3 separate regions of the Mus musculus genome follow, and all the other regions are linked to region 1. A link is a contact called in public HiChIP or PLAC-seq and promoter capture Hi-C data. All regions are on one chromosome and are shown on one strand. The core of a region is the stretch at or near the end of the contact, and the rest is flanking DNA. Distances in the headings are between cores, read along the strand shown.

Region 1 (4,614 bases), core at 745-3,244:
TCACAGTACATGAGAGGCCAGAAGACAACCTCAGCTTTCTCTTAGGTACCATCCACCTTGTCTTACAGACTTGACTGGACTAGTCAGGCAGTGAGCCTCAGGGATCGTCCTGTGTCTGTGAGCACTGGGATTGCGGCTGGCACCCCACCTGACCTTTACTGTTGGTGCTGGGCACAGAGCTCAGGCCTTCACACTGCTGCCCTCTCTGCTTGTCACAGTGTCTTCTCTCAACAGCAACTGGTGACTGACTTTGGATGGATCTAGGAGGGTTAAATCTCCAGTTCCTTGTGCAAGGGATGACTGGGCAGATGACAATGTCTGAAAGCTAGAGGGGACAGCTTTTCAAGGTGTAACACAAACAAAGTCTGCTTTCTAAGGTGGAGTAAACAACTACAAAAGCCAAAAGGGGGCCCTGTGGAGACTGAGCTTGTTTACCTGGACTAGACTGCAAGCCAAGCAATGCCTACCCTACCCTGAAGGCAAGCTACTACTGCCTTGATCTGAGGACACTCAGAAGAGGTTAAAGGTCTTCCTGACAGAGAATCTAGGCCACAAAGGAAGGCAATAGAAATGAGCCTCTTTCTCAGGGGGCTCAGTTTGAGGCTGGAACTAAATCCTCCGACTCCCACCTGACCACACAGAATGGAGTGTTATAGCAGTTGTGTGGCAGATGGTTCCAAGGGCCTCTGCAATATTGGGCAAGCATGTTACCTCTGATCTATGTGTCCAACCCCTTTTTTTTTAAAAAAAAAAAGAGACAAAACAAAAACCTACTATGTTTTACAGAAAGGCTTTCACGCATCCCAAGATGGCCTCAAACTTAGGATCCTTCTGCCTCCACCACTCCCGGCCTTAGGAAGTATTTGGGATAAAACTTAGGGTTTTGTGCATGCAAGGTAAGCACAATACCAAATGAGTAGCACACTACCAAATGAGTAGCTCTTGGACCTACTTTATACTTTGAAAAAGGCTTAGCTAGCCCTGAACTCTAATATTCAGGTTGGTTTGGAACTCCTCTACAGCCCAGGTTGGCCTTGAACTCACATCTGACTTACCTTTATCAACAGAAAAAAACGTTCTTTCCTTCCATCTCGTATCTTCCCCTAGCTTAGTTCTAGCAAAGAATTAGAAACAATTTATTTTTCCGCTTTGTTTTTGTTTTTTGTCTCCCTGGGCTACCTACATCCTCCGGCTGTCTGCGAACTCTGAGAGTTTCTCATGTTTCATCTCCACCACCCCTGCCCCCAACGTCACTGTGTCTTCCCAGATTAAAAGAAAAGAAAAGAAACAAAAACCACCTGTTCTGCCTCGGGGGCCGAAAAGGGACTTGGGATCGAATCCCGCCACAAGCTGACCCCACTGGATGACCTTGGCCGAGTCCCCTTCATCCCCCTTTGGGGTTGGGACTAAGCAGTACAGGGAACGCGGTGTCATCGATCCCCCGAACCCGTTCGTGGTGTTATTTCCCTCTGGTCGCATCGCTGGGGGCGTCGAGATTCGAATCCTTGCACCCGGCGCCCGCGGAGCCCCAGTATTAGCGCCCAGCGCGAAGGCCAACGGGCCACTCCGGGCCCGGCGGTGGGTGTCGCCATGGCGACCATGGGGTTCCCCCCCGCGAACCTCACCTTCTTCAGCCGCTCCATCAGCACGCTCTTGTTGCCGCTCGAGTCGAGGTTCCGCTTCTTCAGCTCCGCCCGCAGGTCGATCACCCGCAGGTCGCTGAGCCGCCGCGTCCCGGTCTCTGACGCCGCGGAGCTCACGGCCGCCGCGCCCGCCGCACTCGCGTCTCCTAAACCCGACAGAGTCTCCGCCATTCCAGGGACCCTGGTTCCGTCGCCCACTTCACACAGAACCGGGTCAGTGGGTTTGCGTGAGTGTGTTTTTTTTTTGATTTGTTATTATTATTATTTTTTTGAATCTCGGCCCTCTTACCACAAAATGGCGCCGCCTGAGAGGGAACCGCTTCAGCCTCCCCGGAGGCGCACCTCGACACTGCGCAGGCGCCGCCGGCGCGAGCCCTACGCTCTCAGACGCCTTTACCCAAGCGCAGTGTGCGCGGCGGCAGAGACGACGTAGGCGCGCCTCGCCGGCTCGCGCTTGGCCGCGGACCAAGACGCATGCGTGCTACAGGTCGTGCGCCTGCGCATCACTGTCGGAGCGCTGGCCGTAGAGCGGTGGCGTGCGCAGCCGGGCAACGCTGCGAGAGGCAAACGGGGGTCAGTGAGCGTAGCGAGGCGGTGCGCGTGCGCATTAAAAAGAGGGTGGCGACGGGGCCGGGGGGGGGGGGGGGAGGGGGGGCTTACGACCGGTTGCGCATGTGCACTTGTACCCGCGAGGCTCGAGACTGCTTTGGCGTGCGACCTAGGAGGTGCGTCAGAGCTGTGCGCCTGCGCAGCCGCAAAGGGAGGCGGGAGGAAGCGAGTGCGTTTTCCTCTTCGGCAGCGCCATTTTGTACTACCTCCGAGCCGCCACAGCTGGTGCCAGCGAGTGGAGGGGGTTCCGGAGCGAGTTGGGAAGTCGCGGAAGCGAGGATGGCGGAACCCGGGACCGGGTCGGGCGACCCCGCCTTTGGTCCGGGCGCCTCGGAGAGTGGGACGCGGCGGCTCAGCGACCTGCGGGTGATCGACCTGAGGGCGGAGCTGAAAAAGCGGAACCTGGATACGGGAGGCAACAAGAGCGTGCTGATGGAGCGGCTGAGGAAGGTGAGGGAACCCGAGTGGCGCCGTGGACCCGGGCACGTAACTGCCCGCGCAGACTCGGGCCGGCCTTCCCACCCCGAGCCCCCCCCCCCGACTTCGGTCTGTGCTGTCAGTTACCGAAGCAGCCGAGGCTGTGTGACCTTTACTAGTCGCTGCCCCTCTCTGTGTCTCGCCTCCCACTTGCCCCGGGATTTGCAGGAAGCCGGGCCTTGTTGAGTAATCGGGTGGCTCTGGGCACGTCTCCATGATGACCTTGCACCTGCAGCTGTCTTTTCCGCCACCCTAGTTTTACTCTTCTGGGGAATCTATCAGTCAACCCCACTGTTGGCGGTGCCCAGTGTCTCTGCACAGACCATGTTCGCTCCCAGGTCCGGTCCCCTCGCGCTTCCCTGGTCTTGGAGCCTAGTTGTCATCTCGAGTCAGCGTAAGATGTCACTTTCCTCCCCCTAGACAAGAAGTCTTGTCTACTGCCCTTCAGCGCTTGACACAAGCTTGCCTCTGTGGAACAGGGTCCTTGAGGGTTAGGGACTCCTGATTGGCTGCAAGTAGAAGGCGCCAGAATACTTTGAGGGAAAATTGGCCAGCGCTTTCTTCTTCGGTCTATGTTGTTTTTCCTTATCAAAAATCAGCGCCTCCCCTCCCACGCAAAACTTTTTTTGGAGAGCTACTGTGGCCCAGTGTGGCCTTGGACTTGCTGTGAAACCCAGACTAGACTTCAGCTCTTGGTCTCCTGCCCCCCCTTTTCACTTCCAAAATGCTGGAATTAAAGGTTTGCTTTGTTATGGGAGGCCTTTTGAGCGCCCCATTCAGCTCTTTGCCCTGCCTGAATCAAGGACAGGTTTCCTACCATCATCCCTGTGTTTGATGAAAGAGCACACAAGATGAGCGGTCACCAACCCTGATTTGGGGTTAATACTTGGATTTTATTCTATTTTTTTGTCTTGGGTTGGGGATTACATCTAGGGCTACAAGCTGCCAGGTCATGTATGACCACAACCTGCTGACAGTGACTCTGCAACCCAAGCTTTCAGCTTCCCTTTCTCTAGGTTTTGGGTCTTGAGCAGGGAAGGGGAGCTGGCTGCTAAATGTGGTCTTAAGCTAGATTGTGAACACTTGCAACTGCAAAGTTGCTTCTTAAAGAACACTTTGTGTCAACCCCTCCTAAAAGATAACTTTATTTAAAACTTCATACTCTTTCCCATCAGGCATTTAAGGAGGAAGGACAAGAACCTGAGGAGGTTGGAATCAGCTGGGGAGCTGTGAGCAAGAGGGCTGTAAAGAGAAACACCAAAGGTACTTAACTGCCTGTGCTTGACGCTGGGCCTGGGGAATGGGTGTCTGCTCTGCTCTGTGTATGTGTAATATGCATACTTAGATGTGCATGTGTGTGGGACAGCCATAGTGTCACATTGTGTCCACCTTAGGTTTTGTTTTTGTCTTAAGGTTTATTTTGTGTGTGTGTGTGTGTGTGTGTGTGTTTGTGTGCGCGCTTGCCTGCATGTGAATGCACATGTGTTTGGTGCCCACAGAGGTCAGAAGCAGGTCTTGGACCCCTTAGAACTGGAGTCAGGAATGGTTACCAGTCTCCATGTGATTCCTGGGAGCTGAAGCCCATCCTGTATGACAGCAGTTAGTGCTCTTTCTTAACCGCTGATCCATCTGTCTACATAGTGATTTGGCTGGGCTGCTGACCTGTGAGGACCAGTGTCCTCCATCTTCAAACCCCAGCACTAGGATTATAAGTACCCTCATGCCCAGCTCTTCACGGGTGCTGGGATTGAGCCCAGGCCCCCAAGCTCAAAACAAGAAATGTTTTTGCCAGCTGAGCCATCTGCCCATTGCCCTGAAGTCAGGTTTTACCAGTGGCTTCGAGGACAGCTTTTCATCAGCATTCTAGGCTGAGGCAAGAGAATGG
Region 2 (4,777 bases), core at 378-2,877, 290 kb before region 1:
CAGTAAACTTGCTTCCCGCCTTAATTTGTAAAATAAAGGAGAGCTGATGATTGGGCAGATAAAAGGGAAGGTGGAATTGAAGGTGGGAGAGAGAGAAGGAGAAAATGGAAGAGGGAGAGGATGCAGAGGAGGAGGAAGAAGAAGAAAAGCAGAGCAGAAGCACATGGCCTGGAGATACCTCGAGTTCTAAGGGGTCTCATAGATGTGGAAGACGGTAGTGTAGCGGTAGATCTGCCCAATCTAGGCATACAGCATGTCTTCATATTAATGGTGTTGTGTTTTCATTGCTGGGGCATATTTGGGTTGGAGAGATTTACAGCAACAGTCCCCCACCCTCCACCCTCCACCACCTCAGGTGGATGGAGGTCAAAGGTCACTCCAAAAGACTGGGACAAAGGACAGGAGTGCTGTTCACTGCTCCCTGACCCACAGAAAGGAGAACATGGAGTCAGGGTTACTGTTCCCAAATGGACAAGGCCTTGATGGTTGGTCACATGATCGCCCTGGCAAAGGTCACATGGCCATAGGTATCACCCTTACTCCTTCCCCCGGTTACTTAAGCCCTCTCCACAGGACTTCAACGGCCACTGACCACCTACCCCAGTAGACCAGTGCTGCTCTACTACTGATCCCAGAAGTGTGCCTGGGCTGACAAGAGGACCCTGCTGCCACCCCCACCCTCTCCCTGCACGGGGTGGGGGGCAGGGCTCCCACCTGGGGTCAGTATCTCAAAGTTATCTGCTTGTGCCTTCTTCGATATTGCACTGTGAATTTTGTTCTTCAAGATGGTTTTGGTTTTCAGGATCCTCCTGGAGGTCTGAAGGTTATCTGATTCCTTAGGGTCAGTCATTCCCACGACACAGACCCAGCACAAAGATGTTCACGCACACAGTTACAGAGGGCAGAGGACCAGGTGTCCACAGTGGGGTGTCTGCTTCCTCAAAGGGCGGGGTGGATGGTGGTGGAATTGGCCAGAGAAAGACAGGAACCTCACAGACCAGGATAAGGGAGCAGGAGTGGATGCTGGCAAAAGAAATAAAACAAGCTGGGTGTTAGTGGGGGACATTCCTTGTGTGTGGCGTGTATGCAGACCTGTGGAAGCTAGACAGAGGTCGTCAGCAAATCTCTTCTTCCTCAGCTATGTTCCTTCCATTGAGGCCTGTCTGGCAGTGACCATCCACACCTCTCCCTTCCCGAGCCCATAGCTTGCCTATTGACTAAGCTGACTGCCAGTGAGCAGTAGGGGTCTCCTGTTATAGGTGTATGCTGCTGCACCCAGCTTTTTTTGTGGGAGAGAGGACTGAACTCATGTTCTCCAGTGGTTGAGTGCTGTGTGAACTCAAGGGTAGCCTGGGCTACATGGGACTCTGGAGAGGGGAGTAGAAAAGAAGGGAGAGGAAAGGAGGAGAAAAGAATAGAGTTTCCAGGACCTTCTGTGCCTAGTGGCACCGGCGTTTCCTGAGAGGCTGGGGCAGATGTTGTTGTCCTCAGCCCTCTCTCCCCACCACAGGCTGCCACTTTATCAACTGGTACGACAGTGGTGACTCTTGTCCAGCTCTGTCACCACCTCCCACTGTAGCCACAGAAGGACACGCAGCCCCCCAGACTGGACATCCTCCAGAACATTCCCTTCTACATTTCAAGGCAGTTGTTGTGACATCACTGTGTTCCGTAAGCCAGGGCCACGATGGCAACATGACCCAAGGTCCCCTTCTGGTCATACACCAGAAACCATTGAAATAAGAGACTCAGGTCTGTCACACAGCCATATCCACACAGTAGCCACGCTTCTTAGCTCATGGTCACTGACAGAGGAGGGAGCAAGGGTGTGGACACTCCAGGCTGAGAGGACATCCTGAAAAGATGCCCATGCCAACGTGGAGGAACGATGATGACCCTGTCCAGTGAAATACGCCAGACGAGGGCACATACCCCAGGGTCGCACTTGCAGGCCCCAGAGCAAGTCACAGAGACAGGAAGTGGGTGGTGCAGACCTGGGAAAGGAGGGGAGTGAGCACTGAATTGGGGCAGAGCTTCAGACTGGGGAGACCGAAGGCTCTAGAACTGGATGGTGATGACGGTTTCACAGTGTAAATGCATGTGCATATGGCCTGGGCTACATTTTAACTCCCTGTGTAGCCAAGGATGACCTTGGTCCTCCTGCCTCCACCATCCCCAGTGTTGGTTTGACAGGCATGTGCCATGCCATTCATGTGATGCTTGGAATCCCAGACCTTGCACATGCTATTTGAGCACTACCCACTGGGCTACAGTGCCAGACCCTTTATGGTAGTTTTTTTGTTTTTTTGTTTTTTTTTGGTTTTGAGACTCCCCATAGGTTCTTGAATGGCCCTGTCTGGTTTCATTTCTATTTCTATCGAATGTAATGCACAGTGCTCAACACTGGAGCTGGAAAAACTGTTCAAGCACATACAGATATCTGAATGAATGAATGAATGAATGAATGAATGAATAGATGAGTAAGTACACTGGTGAGTGGCTGAAGATTATATGCATGAATGAAGGAAGGAATGAATGAATGAGGGAATGATGGGTGAAGGAAGCTTACAATCCCCTTCCCCAGGGAGTACTTTTCTCCTGAGGCTGGGTGCAGGGGAGGACGGCCAGTGATGTCATAAGGGGTGTCCTGAGCAGAAGGTTCCAGAAGCCTGAATTATGGAGTTGTGTTGGGTGGGAACCCATCTACCACCATCACCCTGGCTAGACTGAGGGGTGACCAGAGCAAGAAGGGGACAACACACACACACACATACACACACACACACACACACACACACACACACACACACACACGCTTCTGGGACCACCCACCACTGACCAACTCTGTGGAAGGAGAACTACCTTGCTGACCAGATGTCTCCATCTGTGACACCTGGCCACCTTGTGAAAGTTGGTAAGGTTCCTGAGAGGATCTCTGCGTGGGGCACGTGACCGTGACAGAACGGAGCCCACATTTAGGGAAGGCCAGAGTTTAGTTTTTCCCTAAGAAGGCAAGACTGCCTTAAGCTCCCTATACTCCTGCACTAAAGGTGAGGACTTAGGCTCTAGAACCTGTAGCTGAACACCATAAAAGCTGAACGTGGACGAGCCCACCTGCAGCACCAGCACCTGCCGTACTCAGTGTCAAACAACAGACAGAGACCCCGTGGCACTGTGGCAATGTGCATTGTTTTGGGTGTCTGTAGGGTCCTACCGTGTCTGCCGCATGCAAGGGATGTCTGAAGTCCATTTTGTGTATTTGTGGCCAACTTGGGCTGCTCCCTTTGAGGCACTATCTCCCACAGAACCAGGAGCTTGCTGAGTGGGTCAGATGGCTGTCCATGAGCTCCAGCAATCCCCCTGCCTCCGTCTCTCCAGAGCTAGGGATACGGATGCACACCACCACACTTGGGATTTTTACATGTGCTGGTGATTCAAAGGCAGGTTCTTGTGCTGTGCATGCCCTTACTAATGGAGCCATCTTCCAAGCCCTTAAGTTTTGTTTTGTTTTGTTTTGTTTTGTTTTGTTTTGTTTTGTGATAGGGTCTCACCGTGTTGCCCTGGCTTACCTGGAACTCTGTAGCTCCAGCTGACCTTAAACTCAGTGACCCACCTGCCTCTTCCTCTCAAGTGTTGGATTAGAGGTACACACCACCACATCCAGCTTGTTTCCAACCTTCTTTGTGGAATATTAAAATGTTTTAATGTTACATTTTGAGAGCTTCGACTCTGTGATCACAGCCCTCCAGAGATCTGTGGTGACAGCACCTACCCTGTGCGTAGCTACAGATTTTTAAAAATTACTTTATTATTGTTGTGTATTTTGTGCCTCTGTGGGTGGTCATAGGACAGCTTGGGGTGGTCAGTTCTCCCCTCCCATGTGGATCCTAGCATTCGGCAGGATTGACAGTGAGTGCCTTCAATGGTGAGCTGACTGGCTGGACCAATAATCTTGAAAAGAGGAAGAGAGGAGAGGGATAAAAGGAGCAGAGGGGGAGAGGAGGGAGGGCAGAGAACTCTGTTAGAACCTCACCCTCTAACTTAGAAATGCACTATTCTCTGACACATAAACCACCTTTCCAGTCATCAGGCATGACTAAGCAATCCCAAGGTCTAGGCAGACATCACCAGTGGATTGGAAGTTGGCCCCTCTGCTGTTCTTGCCAAAACTTCTCTGTTTCCTTCATTGGTTTATCATCTGTGGGCCCCGCAGCACTGTGACAAATACTTCTTGTGAATCTGCAAAGGCTGGACCACCAATGACTCAAGAGAAGAAGGCGGAAGACCTTGAGAGAGGCACAGACGCCACCTCAGGTTAGTGACGGCCAGAGAGGGTTCCTCCCAATGGGCCACTCAGCCATCTCTGCTTGAGCATGCCTGACTTCCGGGGCTGTCCCGTTCTTCCTGGTTATTGGGTATGAAGTAGCACGTGGTCAGCAGTTTGGGGTCCAATCACTTAGGTCACAGGTGACAACTTGGGGTCAAGAGGCACAGCACAGGTCATTTGCTGTCTGGGAAGCACTTTTGCATATTACCTAGTTCCTGGTGTGGTGGTAAAATGCCTTGACAAAAGTGACTTATGGGGAAGGATTTTCCAACTCCCCATTCCATGTCACTATCCACTGTGGCAGGGAGTCAAAGCAGGAGCTTGGGGCAGCCAGTCACATCGGTGAACAGAGAGCATGCACACACCCCAACACTCAGGCACGCACAGCGGCACTCTGCCCTCTACACGGCTCCTCACTGAGACTCTTTCAGGTAATTAATTCTAAATAGT
Region 3 (4,180 bases), core at 1,638-4,137, 330 kb after region 1:
CCCACCTTCCCCTATCTTGGTTAGAAGCCCATCCCCAGAAGTTATTGGGATACCGGGGACTCCTCAACAAAAGAGGGGTCAGGTCCTCAGCGATGAAGGTGACAGTGTGACAAGTGTGGCACAGATGTGAACCTGGTGGCCAGGTGGCCTGGTCACCATCTGCCTGGCAGTTCCAGCTGTGTCCCAAGGTTGGGAACTGTCTGTCCATCCAGAGGGCGGGACAGAAGGCACCAGTGTCTGCCTGGCTGTGGCTCTTGCAACTGGCTCTGGGCTTTCTTGGGAGATAGTCCTCTCTCTAATCAGCACAGAACTGAGGAGGCTTCCCAGGATCTTGGTCACAGATCTGCACACACAGTTCATGCTGTTCTCAGCTGTGGCCACTGCAAAATACTGGCAACTCTCAACTCAGTCATTACTAAGTCCAACAAACAGAAACCAGTGAAAACAGACAGAAAAACCCTCACAACATGGGCTCCAGGCTGCTGCCCATCTGCTTAGAAAAGGAAAAACCAAATGCAAACATCTAGGTGGTCAGTGCCCACCACAGGAAGGAGACAGCTTTGCTCACTGCAGGACTCTAGGACAGTGCAGAGGCCTCCAGACCCAGACAGAAGCATGCCACTGGGGAGGCTCAGGCATCCGGGTTTTTGTTTTTGCACTTCCACAGAAAAAAAGACCGTCTTCCTACCATGTGACCCTGAAGGCTTCTAGAATCAGCAGCTGGGTTCACTCCAGCAGGCCATAGGGCCTGGATGCTTCTGCTTGGAGGAGTAAGGCCCAAGTGGGCACCAACAGCTGGGCTAGGCTCAATGCAACTGGATGAAGGCCTCCAGCTCCTCTGGGATGAAGCCCTTATAAGGGACCTTGTTCCTGTCCAGGGCACGGGCAGCTAGGCACTGCAGTGTCACATAATTGAAAGGCTGCACGGTGCTCTTAGCCAACAGCTTCGAGTCCAGCAGCTCGTAGGCAGTCTTTTTGAAGGCATTGGTGGCGTCCATGTGGGCCCCAGCTTCGATGAGAGCATCCATGATGGCCGGGCAATTATTCTGGGCAGCGATGTGCAGTGGGGTGTTGTTGTCGAAATCCCTGCTGTCAGGGTCTGCTCCGCAGTCCAACAGCACCTTGACCACCTGCAGCGATGGGAAGACGCCCACACGATACCGGCCCACGTTGGTGGTCTCCTTGTCCACCGCCATGTGTAGTGGGGTGAAGCCGTTTTTACCGCGAGGGGCACACTTGAGCAGGCGGTAGACTGTCTGGTGCTTGAGGTGTTCCTGGCTGGGGGTGCACTCCACCTTCTCCAATAGGTACAGAAGGTGGAGGATGATGGCAATGGCTTTGGTGAACTGTGCGGAGTCACCCGGTTCCTTGGGCAACTGCAGAGCCCGCTCCACTTCCCGAACCCCTTTGCTGAGCACACCCATGAGGTCGGCAAAGCCAAGCTGCATGCCCAGGTTGCCCTTGGCCGAGCGGTCCTGCAGCACGTAGGAGAAGAGCTCTGCAAACGACAGGAAGCTGCTGGCGGTCATGGGGCTCAGGGGCTCCAAGTTGTTTTGTTGCATGTCCAAGGCATACTTCCACAGACGGATACAGCGCTCGAAATTCCCGGAGTCCGCATAGACAGCACCCCGGTACCGTATGTAGTATGAAGTGTCAGGATGTGAGGGGCCCAAGATTCTCTCCCGTATCAGCAGCGCCTGCATCCGCATTTCATCAGGATCTGTAATGAGGGCTTCCAACTCTTGGGGTGTAGTCACCTCCCTGGAATAGTCATAGGCCAGAACCAGTTGCTGGGGCTCCGGCTTAGGGAGGTAGCCTCCACCCTGGTGACGGAGTTCCATCGCCCTTCTCCAGTGCTTCAGGGCTCCAAGCAGATCCCTTTTCTTATCCACGTAGGTGGCACCCAGCAGCTCCAAAGCTTCCACAGCTGCTTCCCGGCTGGTAGGGCAGCAGCTCTCATACGGTTCTGCTTCTTCTGGGGTGGAGCAGTGGTTTCCTGCCACCTGGGAGGAGCCTTCCCCGGGAAGCTCTGTCCCTGAGAGCTGCTCGTGGCCCGGCTGTTCCTGGATGAGGTACTCCACGATGTTGGTGTGCCCGGTGACGCTGGCGGCCAGCAGCGGGGTCATGCCATAGCCGTCGCGCTCCATGCGCGCGTGGCAGCCCAGCAGCAGCTGTAGGATCTCCAGGCTGCCAGATTCTGCACAGTCGTGCAGGGCGGTGTTGCCCTTGGCGCTGCGCCGGTTCACCTGTGCGCCGCGCTCCAGCAGGTAGCGCGCGATCTCGCGGTGGCCCTTGTAGCAGGAGATCATAAGGCACGTGTGGCCGTGGCGATTGGCCACCTCCAGGTCCGCCTTGTGCTCGCCCACCAGGTAGCGTACCACGTCCAGGTGGCCGTCGAAGCAGGCGGCGCGCAGCGGCGTGGAGTTGGTGCGCGTGGTGCGGTTGACCGAGGCGCCTCGGCGCAGAAGGCTACGCACCACGGCCAGGTGACCCGCGGCCGACGCTGCCCAGAGCGGCGGCGCGCCCTCGATGGTCTCGCCATCGAAGTGCACGGAGCCGCTCGCCTCCACGCTGGCGCCGCAGTGGTCCACCAGATACTCCACCACGTCTAGGTGTCCACGGCGCGCTGCGATTAGCAGTGGCGTGCCACCGCCGGCCACCTCACCCAGCAGCTCCTCCAGCTCCTCACGCCCACGGCCGGCCAGCAGCTTCTGCAGCAGCGGCAGCTTGCCGTCGTGCGCCGCATTGTACACCGCTGTGTGCAGATCCATGCTGGAAGCCTCGCTGCTGGATCTAGCCGGGCCGCCGGTCGCCAGAGACAACCTTCACCTTCTCCCGGGCTGTCATCTTAGCGGGTCTCCGGGAGGAATAAAATGGCCGCCGCGAAGGGGCGAGGACAGAGTGTGCACAGGCATGCTGGGAAATGGAGTCCTATGAGCGATCGCCCGCCGAATGATACTGGAATCAGAAAAGCGAAAAAACTACATTTCCCGAAAGGGATAGGGGGGAACCGGTGACAGGACGGCAATTTCCGCCAAGCAAGGCCAATGGTTAGTGCGATCCTTGGGAAATGTGGTGACATACTTCCTGGTATTGACTCTAAGGCGGAGATTGCCGGCAGCATGTTCTCACTCAGTTCCCAAAAGGACGTCTCTCAAAAGGGTCTCAGTTTTCAATTCCTACCATGCAAGTCTATAAAGTTGTATGTGACCCTGAGTATTTGATGACATACTTCCGGTTACTGTCACTGACACAGACTCTAGACAGGGCAAGAAGTCCGAGCTTTAGCTCGAAGAATACTGGGCGAGGTACCATTGAAAGACTACAGTTCCCATCATGGAAATACACCATGTTTTGAGGGGCTCTGAGCAGCTTGGCCAGGTGATAATGTGCATTCTGTCATTCATGTCAGAATCCACAGGAAAACATGAAGTGGGGGAAAAAGGAATTCGCTTCCCACAGCGCCGTGGGGCACCCGCGAGACGAAATGTAAATAAAAAGCCTCCCTTCGTATCGGGCAAGGCTCGGCGGCCCTTGCGGACGACCCAGGGTAGCGTGGTGCTGTACTTCCGGTTTTCGAGGTCGCGCAGGCAGGAAATGAATGGGCCTCCGCCTCCTTTGCGGACTACATTTCCCAGCGGGCAACAAAGGCAACTCCCAGCCAATCCGGAGCGAGGTGGAAGGCGAAGGGCTTCTACGAAAGGCTTGCTGACCAGCAGGGGGCGCGCGCCGAGTGTAAGATCTTGAGCTGGCAGCGCACCCCAACTCGCCTTTAGCTATTTGCAGAAATGTTAGGCAGTCTCGATTTTCACGTTAGCTTTTCTTTTTCTTTCTTTCTTCTTTTTTTAAGGAGCCACATGCGGGGCTAGAGAGATGGCTCAGTGGTCAAGAGCACTGACTACTTATCCAAAGGACTCTGGTTCAATTCCCAGCACCCACATGGTAGCTCCCAACTGGTCTGTAATTCCAGTTCAAGGGATCTTACACTAATGCACATAAAATAAAATTAAATAAATAAAAAATTTAAAGGCCACATGCTTTCCCTCCATCCGCCAAGGCCAGCAGAGGGCGTCGGGATCTTTGCCGCTGGAGTTACTGGTGGTGTGCGCATCCCTATGGTTGAGAGTCACAGCTGAACCACTGCTCCAGTTCCTCAAGGTCTTTTTAAAGATCAGTTTGA

The links. Promoter capture Hi-C pulls out the DNA fragments that hold promoters and counts their contacts. HiChIP or PLAC-seq counts read pairs in DNA pulled down with a chosen protein or histone mark.
Region 2: a contact with region 1 is called in a promoter capture Hi-C map of embryonic stem cells. The contact joins the promoter of Acsbg3 here to the promoter of Safb in region 1. A contact is called at or near these places in 2 of 39 promoter capture datasets (embryonic stem cells and liver).
Region 3: a contact with region 1 is called in an H3K4me3 HiChIP or PLAC-seq map of embryonic stem cells, with 13 read pairs. The contact joins the promoter of Fem1a here to the promoter of Safb in region 1. A contact is called at or near these places in 13 of 39 promoter capture datasets (the 3T3-L1 cell line, the C10 cell line, the HPC-7 cell line and 9 more), 1 of 15 datasets of contacts at CTCF or cohesin (the NIH/3T3 cell line), 5 of 484 Hi-C or Micro-C datasets (CD4 T cells, bone marrow-derived macrophages, cardiomyocytes and 1 more), 17 of 115 datasets of contacts at active chromatin or transcription factors (astrocytes, bone marrow-derived dendritic cells, bone marrow-derived macrophages and 13 more) and 2 of 9 other capture datasets (adipose tissue and liver).

Annotation. Positions count from the first base shown.
Region 1 is chr17:56,582,362-56,586,975 of GRCm38.p6, reverse strand. Safb (scaffold attachment factor B) reads right to left here and starts at 1,994. Exons shown (of 21, transcript NM_001163300.1): 1 at 1,626-1,994. The coding sequence starts at 1,814. It overlaps Safb2 (scaffold attachment factor B2), which reads left to right and starts at 2,391. Exons shown (of 21, transcript NM_001029979.3): 1 at 2,391-2,702; 2 at 3,905-3,992. The coding sequence starts at 2,532.
Region 2 is chr17:56,872,334-56,877,110 of GRCm38.p6, reverse strand. Acsbg3 (acyl-CoA synthetase bubblegum family member 3) reads right to left here and starts at 1,627. Exons shown (of 14, transcript NM_030141.2): 1 at 1,431-1,627; 2 at 715-1,023. The coding sequence starts at 850. Acsbg2 (acyl-CoA synthetase bubblegum family member 2) reads left to right here and starts at 2,664. Exons shown (of 15, transcript NM_001039114.1): 1 at 2,664-2,914; 2 at 4,214-4,314. The coding sequence starts at 4,260.
Region 3 is chr17:56,255,500-56,259,679 of GRCm38.p6, reverse strand. Fem1a (fem 1 homolog a) reads right to left here and starts at 2,887. Exons shown (of 1, transcript NM_010192.4): 1 at 1-2,887. The coding sequence starts at 2,771. The coding sequence ends at 807.